Regions from separate parts of the Sus scrofa genome. Here region 1 is linked to region 2. The links are chromatin contacts, called in public Hi-C maps. All regions are on one chromosome and are shown on one strand. The core of a region is the stretch at or near the end of the contact, and the rest is flanking DNA. Distances in the headings are between cores, read along the strand shown. Region 1 overlaps CEP68 (centrosomal protein of 68 kDa). Region 2 has its middle 50 kb from the start of ACTR2.

What was found. A called contact is a pair of places that touch in the nucleus more often than the background predicts.
Region 1: a contact with region 2 is called in a Hi-C map of liver, with 2.3 times the contacts expected there. A contact is called at or near these places in 1 of 5 promoter capture datasets (liver), 30 of 47 Hi-C or Micro-C datasets (adipose tissue, alveolar macrophages, blood and 16 more) and 2 of 2 datasets of targeted methods (alveolar macrophages and skeletal muscle).

Annotation. Positions count from the first base shown.
Region 1 is chr3:76,873,856-76,876,655 of Sscrofa11.1, reverse strand. It overlaps CEP68 (centrosomal protein of 68 kDa), which reads left to right. Exons shown (of 7, transcript XM_021087449.1): 6 at 2,469-2,641. Among named protein-coding and RNA genes, the nearest start is that of RAB1A, 38 kb to the right of the region's middle.
Region 2 is chr3:76,777,206-76,780,202 of Sscrofa11.1, reverse strand. No RefSeq gene overlaps it. Among named protein-coding and RNA genes, the nearest start is that of ACTR2, 50 kb to the right of the region's middle.

The DNA of each region.
Region 1 (2,800 bases), core at 171-2,670, 97 kb before region 2:
CACCTTCATTTAAAAATTAATTCAAGGAGTTCCCATTGTGACTTAGCGAGTTAAGAAACTGACATAGTGTCCATGAGGATGCAAGTTCAATCCCTGGCTTCACTCAGTGGGTTAAGGATCTGGCAATGCTGTGAGCTGTGGGGTAGGTCAAAGACATGGCTCAGATCTGGCATTGCCGTGGCTGTGGTGTAGGCTGGCAGCTGCAGCTCCAATTCAACCCCTGGCCTGGGAACCTCCATATGCCTCAGGTGTGGCCCTTAAAAAAAAAAAAAAAAAAAAGTAATAACCTCTCAGTACTTTATCTGTAATAACATCCCACTTTGCCCTTCTCTCCAAAGGTGTCTAGAGTATTTTACTGCCCCAAGAAGAGGTATTTGGGTATTCTGTGGTCTCCAGCCTCATTAAGATTGCCACCCTGCCCCTCCTGATCCTCTGCTTGGAAAAACCAGGAACTTGGCTGTTTTGTGGAAATCACAGGGCCTGTCCAGCTAGGTGCACAGCTGTCCTCTCCAGAGCACACGACCCGCTTTGTCAGTCATTGGAGCCAGTCAGCGGAGCCTGAGCACAAACACTACCCGCGCCCCCACCCCCCTGCTTCTTCACAGCCCGCTTTCTTCCTCAGCCACAGGTAGAACCTTAGGGACAGGAAGTCAAATTAATTGCTTCAAAATGTGCCCATCTCAGTCTCCAGGCAAAGGCTTCCCCATGGCTACCGGGCAGGTGTTTTCACTACATTTTGACCCAGGTTCTTCCATGCATGAGTTGACAGTCCTGTCGCACATTGACCCTTCATTATACTGGCTCAAATGACTAGAACCTACTGACATTAAGCTGAACCAGGCCCCTGTATGCATGTATTCAATTAGAATATATTAAAGTCTCACTCGGAAAAATTTCACCACCATTCCCAGCTTTTATTTGACCCCAGTCAAATGTTCTAACGTTCTAAGTTTCTAAGTTAAAAAAATAAAGCTCCCCTGGGAGTTCCTGTTGTGGTGCAGAGAAAACAGATCCGACTAGCATCCATGAGATTCCATCCCTGGCCTTGCTCAGGGCGGTAAGAATCCAGCGTTGTGGTGAGCTGTGTAGGTCGCAGGCGTGGCCCGGATCCCGTGTGGCTGTGGTTGTGGTGTCGGCTGGCGGCTACAGCTCCAACTTGACCCCTAGGAACCTCCACATGCCGTGGGTGTGGCCCTAAAAAACAGAAGAAAAAAAAATAAAAGGGTCCTCTGAACTCCACTGACTGCACCCGGAGGACTGAGCAAAGGTCTGGCGAAGGCGCAGGGGAGAACCCAGCCATTTGCCTCACGTACAAAGTGAGGGGTGAGCTGCACTATGGTGGCATTCCTCAGCCTGCCCTGCTGCCTCTAAGCTCTCAGGATGGTACTTTGCCCTAAGGTCACTGCACTGTGTGGCTTCCCCAGAGGCTGATCTCAACACGGCCAGCCCATTCTTTCTTCCGCCCATCCGTCAGCACCCTCTGCAGATATGCAGCTTCCCCTTTCCCTTCCGCCACTAGCAGATGTTGCAGCTGTGGCAGGAAACTAGGGAGAGTGTGAACACAGCTGATAAAGGTGCAGGAAGCAAAAGCAGCCTTTATGTTTCACAAAGGAAATAAAAGTTTTTGAGGGAAAAAAAACAAGCCTCCTGTGTGTGATGCACCCTGAACGTAGCCCATCCCTTCCTCAGATGAACACTTGGCCTGTGGGGGACGGAATCTTGGCCTCACTAACCGTTTTGTCCTAGCCTGCTTCCAGGTCATTTTCTTTTGAAGTCCGTTCATTTAGGATTTGCAAAAAACGGTTGATGGGCCTTCCCATATTATATTACCAGACCACTCATACACTTGTGAAAAGACAGTCCCACAGCCTACAGAAGCTGATAGGACCTGATTAGAACCAGGTCCTAATTTTGACATGTTGCTTTGTTTCACTTCAGACTCCTGCCCCACAGGATTTGGGTGTGCACCCTGGGCCTTATCTCTAAAAGTCGGATCATACCAGGCACCAGATAACCATGTCTCTGTGCCTTTTTGTGAAGTATGTCCTTCCAAGTGGAGCCAGTGAACCTCTTTTCTCAGCTTTTTTTTTTTTTGGTCTTTTTTGTCTTTTTGCCATTTCTTGGGCCACTCCCACGGCATATGGAGGTTCCCAGGCTAGGGGTCTAATCGGAGCTGTAGCTGCCAGCCTACGCCAGAGCCACAGCAACGCAGGATCCGAGCCGCGTCTGCAACCTACACCACAGCTCATGGCAATTTTCTCAGCTTTAATCACAATTTACCGTAGATCCTCTAGTGCATTAGTGCCTAGGGAGTCACTGTTGAGGAAAAAAAGAAAAAAAAAAAGCAGACATTTTGAAACTATTGCCATGTTCCTGTGTTGTATAAAGTACTACATCCTCGTATGCTCTTTTAAAAGCATACTTACTGTTGTTTCTTGGGCCTGACTTCTGTAACCCTCGTGTGTTAGTGTTAAAGGACATCCTCGGGAGGATCTCCAGGCAGCCCAGCGAGCTGGAGAGCCACGCGGATCACCTGTACGACACCATCTTAGCCTCCCTGGACAGGCTGGCTGGCTGCACCCTCGTCCCTGACGGCACGCCCATGGCACACAGGAGCGCCAGTGTGAAGGGGATTAGCCTGGTAGGTAGAGCAACCCAAGAGAAGAAAAACTGTCCTCGGACCCCAGTGCTGGATAAGGTACAGAGCTCCTGCTCCAGCAGGTGGTGGATTCCTAGAAGTTTGTTGAGCTAAGAGCTACTGAAACAAATGAAAGGCTAGGAGAAGCCCCTGGACCTGAAA
Region 2 (2,997 bases), core at 428-2,927:
AACACTGAAATCCCTTTGGACTTCAAATCCCATGTCTGTAACCCTCCTGTAGGTTCCTGGGCCCTGAAGCAACCACTCATAGATTGAGCACTTTTGTACTTTTCAGGCATATATTTACATGCATGTATTCATTGCATTTTCCTGACTGCCAGTGAGACAAACATCTTTTCCTGGTTCCTCTTCTACGAATTGCCTTTTCATAACACTGGCTTATTTTTCTATTGTGTTGTCTTTTGTTTATTAATCGATAGGAGGCTTAGTTTATTAAGATATTTACCATTTTCCGTCAATTTTGTGGCAAACATTTCCCCTCACCTTTTCTTTCCATTTTTATGATGTCTTTAATGTTGCAAAAATATTAATTTTTATGTAGTCAAACATACCTATGTTTTTTCTTTAACTTCTCTGAGTTTCCTGTCTTGCTTAAGATCTTCCCATTCCCAAGGTTATACAGATATTCTCTTATACATTCTTCTAATGTTTTATTATTTTACATATTTAGATTTGTTTGCAAAGTACCCCATTGCAACATCACATGGGATACATATGGATACCCTGGACTGGTTTGGGAGAGAGGTTTGAAAAACTCTCTTGAAAAACTAAATTGGAGCTACTTTTGCAAGCTACCTAGCATTTGATATTTTGTGAGCAGAAAGCTGAGAAACACTAACCATTTGATAAAATGAAATCAGATGAGGATTTGGGGGGCACACCTGTGACACAAGGAAGTTCCCAGGTCATGGACTGAACCCACATCACAGCTGTAACCAGAGCCACAGCAGTAACCAGAGCAACAGCACTGATAACACAGGATCCTCAACCCTCTGAGCCACCAGAGAACTCCTGATGAGGATTTTTAATTTTTTTATTTTATTTAATTTTTTTTCTTTTTAGGGCCACATCTGGCATGTGGAGTTTCCCAGGCTAGGGGTCTCATCAGAGCTACAGGTGCTGGCCTATGCTACAGCTTTAGCAGAGCCAGATTCCAGCCGTGTCTGCGACCTACACCATAGCTCATAGCAACACCGGATCCTTGACCCGCTGATCAAGGCCAGGGATCAAACCCGCATCCCCATAGATCCTCATCGGGTTCGTTAACCGCCCAGCCACGAGGGGAACTCCTGGATGAGGATTTTTTAATCTGTGACTTTTTTCCAGTGGTACTTGAAAAACGTGATAGTCCTAAAACTATTGTAGTTTCTTTCTAGGTAATGACAAGGTCCAGGAATGAGTATTAAGAATAGCTGAAAATAACTGTTTAAATTTAAATATCAGAGAAAGCTGTTTGGTGTTGGGCATTTCTTCACCAGGCTGGCTCCTTGCTTTGTTCTCCCTCAAAAGCAATGGATTTTTTTTTTAACACCAAAGGGGGAATGGAGGAAGTGAGGCAGCTAAAGAAAATGTCATTGCTCCCACTACCCTAAAACACACTGTATCTGATTTCACACTTTCCCAACAAGAAACAAAATGCGCCAACACCTTTCGCTGAAGCAGTCATCTTGAACTAACTTTGTAGAATACAGAGTTTGCACTTACTTGGTTAACAGTGGAGAACTGCTCAAAGTTTTTGAAGCAATTCACCGTAGCTCATTCCAAGTAGTTTAACCTGGCGGCCACAATGGGCTATAAACAGACGCTACCTATTGTAATTGAAATCCTCAGTAACGTTCCTGCGCGCCCCCTTCTGGCGGAGTGAACCCACCTCCCTGCGTGATCCATATTTATTGCAGCTGCGGCTAAGGCAGTCGTCGAGGGAAGGGAAGTTCGTATTGCAAAAAGGTAAAAACATTTAAATTTTTAAAGAATATTTTTCATCATTTTTTAGTAGAGAAATCGACAACTAATTCAACTCTGCTGGAAAGTTTCCCATGAGTTAGTCGAGGGGGGTAAACGGCCATTTTGGTTGGGCTTTTCTTAACAGCCTTTTGAAAACCTTTCTTGAAGGTCGTTTTTTTTTGTTTGGTCTTTTGTTTGTTTGTTTTTCCCTAACGGATCAGAGGGAAGCTTATTTAGTAAGATAACCAACAGCTGGACTGGATTGAGAAGGTACATGGAACTCCCCACCAAATTAAGGCGGCTGCAGTCTCTTTACTTTTGCTCCCTGATTTGGTTTACAAGGTTAGTCAACTACCCCTCACCACAGAGCACCTGGGTTAATGATTTATCTAACTGGGGTAGATACCATATGCCGTTGCAACACTGCAGTTTTTTTTTCCGCTTTTCCAAACTGGTCAGCTCTTGCACGTTGGTGACGTAGCTTAATGCTGTGTTACTAGACTGTTCTAGAACACATGTATATATTATGTTCACAATGCTGTGAGGAGCAACAGAGAACTTCCCTTTTTGATAACACTATGATGTTTCTGATAACCGTGAAAGGAAAAAAGAAAAAAGTGACCCAAAGAGACAAGATAGCATGTAGGTAAGGTTAAATCAGATTGGATCTCAGGTTTGAGGGCTTTAGGGCTGCACCCACAACATATGGAAGTTTTCAGGCTAGGGGTTGAATCAGAGCTACAACTGCCAGCCTACAGCCTATACCACAGCCACAGCAATGCCAGATCTGAGACGTGTCTGTGACCTACACCGCAGCTCACGACAATGCAGGCTCCTTAAGCCACTGAGGCAGGGATTGAACCCGCATCCTCATGGATACTAGTTGGATTTGCTTCCGCTACGCCCCAAGAGGAACTACTAAGGGCATTTTCAAAGTAAATTTTTATTGACGTGCCACATACAGAAAATTACACAGCAGGGATCATTAATGCACAGCATGAATTTCCACAAACTTCACACTCTTCTGTAATGTTCATAGATTATAAAACAGAACAGTATCACAACCCCAAGAGCCCTCCTGTCTCTGCTACCAGTCACAAAGCCCCCTAAGTTAATCATATCCTTCCTCTGACACCCTAGCTTAGTATTGCCTATTTTTGAACTTTATATTAATGGAATCATGTTTTGTTTGATATCTGGGTTCTCAGCTTTAAGTTTGTG